Regions from separate parts of the Zea mays genome. Here region 2 is linked to region 1. Evidence: chromatin contacts called from public Hi-C data. All regions are on one chromosome and are shown on one strand. Each heading gives the region's core, a stretch centred on a gene start, on an enhancer-like site or on the middle of the called end of the contact. The rest is flanking DNA. Distances are from core to core; before and after follow the strand shown. Region 1 holds the start of LOC100384248. Region 2 holds the start of LOC103650176 (Acyltransferase-like protein chloroplastic).

Evidence for each region. A called contact is a pair of places that touch in the nucleus more often than the background predicts.
Region 2: a Hi-C map of leaf shows a contact between it and region 1, with 4 times the contacts expected there. The contact joins the promoter of LOC103650176 here to the promoter of LOC100384248 in region 1. A contact is called at or near these places in 5 of 25 Hi-C or Micro-C datasets (bundle sheath, ear, leaf and 1 more).

The regions. Positions count from the first base shown.
Region 1 is chr3:67,549,197-67,552,980 of Zm-B73-REFERENCE-NAM-5.0, reverse strand. LOC100384248 reads left to right here and starts at 2,197. Exons shown (of 14, transcript NM_001322022.1): 1 at 2,197-2,377; 2 at 2,508-2,568; 3 at 3,431-3,784. The coding sequence starts at 3,470.
Region 2 is chr3:68,380,540-68,384,323 of Zm-B73-REFERENCE-NAM-5.0, reverse strand. It overlaps LOC103650176 (Acyltransferase-like protein chloroplastic), which reads right to left and starts at 1,898. Exons shown (of 13, transcript XM_008675815.4): 1 at 1,392-1,898; 2 at 1,178-1,229; 3 at 350-405; 4 at 1-155. The coding sequence starts at 1,782.

The DNA of each region.
Region 1 (3,784 bases), core at 948-3,447:
CTCGAACAGGGGTGCCGATCGGAGAGGCGGCCCGAACCGAAGGTTGAGCAATTCTTTGAAACGCCCCCACGGTGGCATGACCTCGTCCTCCTAGAGTTGAATGTACCAGAGTTGGATGACATGCTCCAGGTTGTATGATGCCATCCACACGCGCTCGTCCACCATGGTGCGCGATTGGCGAAAGTACGATTCACACTTGTTGATGAAGATCATCGGATCAGACTTGCTGTCGTAGCGGGGAAAATCCAGTTTATGGAACCTAGGAGGGCGCTCGAGATCGTGAGGCCCCTCCTGGCGAGCACCCCTGTTGTTCGATAATGACGGGGATGACTTTTCCTTCATCGCAGCCATCTCGGCCTTTAGGGTGGACATCTCCGTGGTGATTGATTGCAGCGCCTCCATGACATCCTTGATGGTGGGTTCCACCATTGGTAGCGGCTGCGTGGAGGATGCAGTGGAGGTTGGCGGCGATGGTGGTGGGCTAGGATGAGGTGCGGCGGCTGTGGAGGACTGGTTGGAGCACGTGGTAGAGGATCGACATGACCTTGATACCAGGTTGTCAAGCGCCTCAACACCTAACAACGCCGGACCACGACTACGCAGTCCGTAGTCGCGCTCTAAGCCTTCACCATGAGGGAAATACCCACCGGTGACTTGAGAATAGAGAGAGAGAGAGCAGATTTAGGATAACTGATTGCTTGATTCCTTTCCTCCAAGTTTGGTTACAATATATAGGCCAATGCCCCAACTAATCACTCCTAGATTTAAGGCATGAAAATGAAACTAATCTCAACTAATTACTCCTAGATTTAAGGCATGGAAATGAAACTAATCTCAACTAATCACGCCTAGATTTAAGGCATGGAAAGAAAACTAATCTTTTATTTCTAAATCTGGCCACTAACGGTGGCACCATCCTGTGTCGCGCGAGCAGCCCGCTCCGCCGCGCGCCTGATGTCACGACGACGCCTATATGTTTGTCCGTACATGACATATTTATAGGGACGTGGCGACAGACATATTCGTACAGAATTACACAAATATCCCTATTTCTTTATGCAAGATGTATACAATCTATAGACGGTGTTTCTATCTTTTCGGATGTCAGACGTGATGTGTATGGACCTGTTTGGTTCAGCTTTTTTCTGACTAGCTTTTCTGAGAATCTGACTATGAGGAGAATCTGGCTGTGAGGAGAATCTGAGTATTATTAGAATTACGTGCGGAGGAAGATAAAGATGTTCATAGGGCTCAGGATCTAGAAAGTGATGGATTTCTACTATTGCAAAAACTCAACCGATTATATGTTTATGTTGATTTTGAATAGTTTTTACCTAAACGAATTTTATAAAAGCTGGCTGAAAAGCTGACGTGTTTGGTAGTCCGCAGCAACTTTTGGTGGCCAGAAGATGTAAAAAGCTGAAACAAACAGGGCTATGTCTTCTCCTGCTCATTTGTCCCATCACGAGTCGAAGGTGACGACACATCTTTGGAGATAGAGCTTCGTCTTGCCCTCGATCGTTGTTTCACCGTCCGGAGCATGGAGTCCGAAGTTTCCGAAAACTACCCCCGAAAGAAATTAAACAATAGGCCTTGTTACTTATGGACCTTCGGCAAATCCTTCCCCTAATATATCTATTTATGGTGCATGGTTGGAGGAAGTAACGTGTAACAGGTTGGAAGCAGAGACAGAGTTAATTAACGCACCCCATACTTCAATGTACATGCTGAACAACCCTAACATGACTCTGTTTTAAGAACTATCCACTGCTCTCACGCGTTACAGAAAACAGCTAACTCATCCTCTAATTTATGGACCCGAGATTGTATCTCAGCGCAATTTTCTTTTCTTTTCTTCCTTTTGAAAGGGTCAGCGCATTCACTCGCAGATCCACAGGCTTCTCAATTGGACAACCCCGTCGAATCCCAAGGTCCAACGGCAGCTGCACGCCTGCAGTGCACCCACACGGCCACACCAGCAGCAGCAGCAATGCCACCAAAAGCACATGCGTTTTGTAGGTAGTAGCAGTCCGAGGGAGTCAAGCTGTCCATCCAGCGTTTGCGTTTGCTAGGGAGAAAACGTAAAATACATCAACTCCCCACAAAGTGACACGAACACTAGCGGCACCCCACCCCCCAGCCCCCACACCACCACTGTACACCACTGTAGATCCTTCCTCCTCGTCGTTTCCTCAGCGACTACTTTAATTGCTGTTATCGCATTTGAGGAGGGGAGGCCGGGACCCCGGAAGTCTGCTGCTGCTCCTGCTTTCTAGTACCTGCCCACCTGCGCTTGCATCTGTTGCTTCCCTGCTGCTGGCCTGCGAATCCACCTGCATTTGCTGAGGCTCATCGCCGCGTGTACTCCTGCTCTGTGGTACCACCACTACCTTGTCCTTTTGCTCTCTCCGTTCCATCTCAACCTCGAAATTTCTCCTTTTTTTTTCACCTGCAATCCGACTTCTCGCTGAAGACCGGGGATTCCTTGGTTTTCCTTTGTTCTTCAGGGAGGATTCAGGAAATGCTCGGAGTTGCATTCGGTGGCTGAAACTTCTAGAAGGGTTTGAGGTACAGAGTCCTTCTCCGTCTTCTCCATGATCTCAATCTCATCGGCCTCCCAAAATTTGTCAACTTTTTTTTTCTTTCTTCTTCTTATTCTTCTTTCTTGATTCTCTTCTTCTTCTCTCTCCTCTTGGTCCAGTTCTTGCCCCGCTCCTCCTAACCTCGCTGATGCCGTTGAGGCTATCGCTGTCATCTTCTTGCTTAATGCAGCATCATGTATGTATTTTGTGACGTGAGTTCTGGATCTGATTGAAGGACACATCAGGACCACCTACTCTTTGACTTCCCTGTCAACATTTTTTCTTTTCTTATTTCCTTTTAGATTAGAAATGAACGCGTCCTTCAAATATTACTCTATCGGGATGTGTACGTCGTTTTTTCTCTTCTCTTTTTGCTTTAGAGCGGCTCCAAGAGGTAAGCTAAAAACACAAGATAAATCTCATGATTTAGCCATCCTCTAAAATAAAGTAGAAACCTCTCAAAGAACTAGACAGCTTGGGCAAGTCGAAACACTAGCTTTTCAACCCGGCAACCGCCCTCTGCTCGACGAAGGGCGACAGGATATTTCTGCACGACTTGCCACCTCCTTGCTCCTGGCATGCCGTTGCAGGTACAACCCCATAAACATAAAACTGAAGACTTGTCCTGAGATGGAACAATTCAGAAATGCAAACTCAGCTTCAGTATCTTCTAAAAATATCAAAAATTGGACTACGTGATACGAATTGCTCATCTCTTGGAGTTATTCTTACTTGACTGATTACGGATAGATGAGAAATGTATTTCAGTTGGCAAGTTTTTGCTTCAGAACTTACTGCAAGGTTTTCCCGTATTCTCGTCCTGGTTACTCATTTTATCTTTTGACCAGAGAGTAAGAAGAACTTGAACCTCAGCGGTAAAGAAGAATATGGCAGACACGGTCACGGGCAGTTCAAGGAGGTCACAAGATGACACTGCAACATTAATCCCACACAGTGGCAATTTGGGAGGATCAAGCCGGAAGGGCGTGAAGGCCGCCAGGTTCAAAGATGATGATGAGGTTGTGGAGATCACCATCGTACAGCGCGATTCCATGGCAATCGAAGATGTCAGGGTAGTCGATGATGGCGGCTCAGGGCATGGTGGTGGGTTTGACGGCCTGTCACTTGTGTCACCTTCCTCGTCAAGGAGCGGCAAGCTAGCATCAAAGTTTAGGCAGGTGAAAAATGGGCTAAAGATGAAT
Region 2 (3,784 bases), core at 649-3,148, 830 kb before region 1:
GTTTACTAGTATGAGAACCAAATCAATCTGCGGATTACGAGCTGCCACTGCCAGTGCCAGGGATCCGCCAAATGAATCTCCGACAAGATATATCGGTCTGTCCGGGGATAAATCATGCTCGTGCTTGATCAAATTTTCAACGATTTGTACTAGTCCTGTATGGATTGGAATTCATATGTATTAGAAATGGGAGGCTTTTGTGCTACTCATCCTCCCTCAGTCTCTTGAACAAATACGCAACAGTTGTATTTTATATCCAGAATAACGGGCAATGCCAAACTAATCAAAATTTGGAAAGATATGTAGCATAGGTGCGGCCTGTATGAAGTAAAATGCAGTAACATCGTACCTTCAAATGGTGTACGATCATTGACTGGTATATGCAAGCACCGAACCTCGAACACTCTGCAAAAAGGCAAAAAAAAATGGATACCTAAGAAGCCGAGAATCATATCATTAATAATTTGAACAGTAGTTGATGAAACTATAATACTACATCCGTTCTCGAATATTTGTTGCCTGTTAGTTCATTTTCGAACCAAACGGCGATAATAAAAAAAAAGGAGCGAGTAAAAGGCTGCTTCATATTGATCACAATATATAATCTGTGGTGCTGATGATGTAGAGGCTCCTACTCCCAGTAGATGCTGTGACACGAGAGTGAAGACAAAACAAGAAGGGACGAAAAAGGGGAAGAGCACTTGTGTCACATGGGTGGGTTTAGCGTTATTAGAAAAGATGCCAAAAAGAATGCATCAACATCTTGTGGGTTAGTTAGTGGTCATCTTTTTTCTTTCCATAGCTCTGTTGACAAAGAAGCTGGACTAATCAGAAAGAAGGCAGTCTTTTATGCTTGACTAGGAATAAAGCTGGACACTCTACTACCACTACCAGTGAGTGAGTCAGTGACATGGCCCAACCAACCAACCAATACTAGCAGAAGCTTGTGTAGCTCATGTCGAAACATAAGCAAAGAAAAGCTACCGTTAATCGTTCAGTAATTTTTCAATGAAGTTTGCAGGAAGAAAGAGTGAAAAAAGTTTTCTTTAAAGAAAAGGTGGATTTATTGTGAATAAATTTCGCTCGGGACTGTCTAATCCTTTTATTAACAATAAACGGCAATAAAAATATTAATTAATACAGAAAAAGGAGAAGAGGAAGAAGAAAAAGGACTCACTTGCCCAAAGACTTGTGGTGCAGGATGAGTCCCGTGCCGACGCCATCCATTCCTGCATATAGTGTTGTCAATTCGCTGTGGATCACTAGGCATGTACAGAAACAGAAAGGAAACCAAACCAGAATGATTCCTCCGTTTGCCCAGCACCTCCAGCACCTCTTCAAAGACAAGCATTGGGATGATTGATTTTGGTGAGCTGAAGAAACGCACGCACCTGGCAAGAAGAGCAGCAGCGGCGCTTGGTCCACGGCCGGGTGGCCGCACTCGACGGGAGAGAACCAGCGCGGCGGCCCACCGTCGTCCCGGCACAGGACCTTGGCCGCCGCGAAGTAGTCCTTGACGGTCACGGAGCCGAAGCCGTCGTCGTAGAGGACCTCCAGCCCCCTCTCCTGCTCCTCCTTCACCGGCAGTCCCTCGTTGTCCTTATCCTCCTGCACCTTCTCCTTCCTCTCCACCGCGGCCTCTGCAGACCCGTTCACTGTCACCGTCACTGCCGCCGACGCCTCGAGGGAGCTCGCGCGGAGGGCGAACCGCGCCTGGAGTCGGGCGCTGCGGCGTCCCGCGCCGACAGCGACCGGGGGAGGACGGAGCGCCGCTACGGGCATGGCCGAGGTTGGGCGGGAAGAAGGAAGAAGGCGCTGCTGGGTGGGTTCGAGGAGAAACGAGGACGAAGCAGGGGAAGGGAGTAAAGCGTAGCTGCGTAGGGAGCAGGCAGTGGACGATTGATTAAAAAACACACAATTGTTTTATACTGGGTGCACGTGAATGATTGTGGTTTGCCGTGGGGCACGTAGGTTGGCAAGCGTTCCAGACAGAGCCATGTCTTATTTTTTTAATAATAGTAATATATATATTATTATTATATAATTTATGACATCAAAATGAGCCAGCGGGATCTATAGAGATGTGATTCCGATCCTAAAGTGCTAAAATTTAGTTGATAACATGCATACAGTATAAAACAAACATAGTTCATAACAATCATCACTTTATAGTTCACAACTTAGAGCTCACAATCACTTCATATTTTACAACTCACGACATTTTTCATAACATTAAACACACTAATATAACATCGTCCAGCTAAGCATCAACATAACTTAAAATATATTTTTTGGTTCAAAGTCTTCTAATGTCATGAATACCTGACGATGTTTCCAACCTTTTTTATAATTTAAGACTAATACTGTAAATCCTTAAAATATGGTTTAAAGTATTAGCTAGTTCTAGGAAAAAAAAACTAGATTGTATCTTAACTTCTTAAGTCTATGTTCTACTTGTGAAGCATGCTCTCTATTAAATAAAAGTGATTTAAAGATTTTTTTCAAAAGATTTATAATTCAAAATGTTTCTTAATCGGGGATTCCTCACCTTTTAGGATATTTAAACATTTTCCTAACAATAAAATAATTAATAAATATGTTTAAAATATGTGCATACATGCTGGTATTTTGTTTGAGCATTCAAGTTGGAATTTGAAATTCAAAATAGAATCGAATTAGTAATTTGAATTTAAAAAAGGAATCAGAAATAAGACAACAAAAGGAAAAAAAGAGAAGAGGTAAACACCGTCTGGGCCGAATTCTGCCCGTCGGCCCAGTGACCCCTCATCACGCAGCCCGCGCCCGGCCGCACTAAACCCCTGCGCCGACATGTGGCCCCACGGCGTGAGCCACATAGCTCACCACCAAGCGGGGCCCAGCCTATAGCTAGTGATGCATCCGCATTAGCTGATCACATGAGACTTACGGTGGGCTCGCTATGTCAGGTGTCGTCTTCCCGCAACAACCGTGTCGAGGTCGTTGGGATATCCCGAGGATCACGCGCGGCCAGCTGGATTCGCCTGGCTGGGGGATGCCATGTTCATGTGCCTATAAATAATGTGACCTCCCCTCCGGTTCTTCCTCACGCAAATGCACCAAGTCCATCTCCATCATCGGGGGAGAAGTAGTGATTTTGGGAGAACCGAGTTAGGTTGCCACCACTGCCTCTACGATTAGCCCCGGTCTTCACCGCCCTGGCTTCGACGGGTGGTCGTGAAGATCCACCTTCGGCCAGGGATTATTTTGGTGTGGGTTGCCACGCGCGCGACTGACCGGAGGCTACTCAATTACTTGTCTGGGTGATTTCGGGACCAGCAATCTGCCTCTCGTTGGGTCCAGCGTGATCCCCACCTCCGCCCTCGGTGACACCTTCTTCCTTAGCGTCGCCTCATCCCTCTCTTCGGGTAGTGTCAAACTTGTGCTGAGTAGTGCGTAGGTTAGTCACGGATTGCTCGCCAGATGTCGGGCTTGCAGCTGAGCCGCTTCACGTTGTGGCTTGGAACTCTCACGTCGCGATTTCGGTGAGAATTTTGTGGGGGATAGATATCCACTGGGTTCTCACAAACACTAAAACGTATCATGGGCCGCCTAATGGGCTTCCCAATGGTTTGTCCTGTAGGATGGGCCAGCAGGTTATAATCAGGTCGTGTGAACTTGATACAAGAAGACGAAGACCGGCGTCCGAGTTATATGCTACAGAAGCATTGATATCTCGGGTGATGCAGTTGCGCACACCTTAGGAGCTAAACATTCGACGATGACTCGACTGAGAAGGTGATCGAAA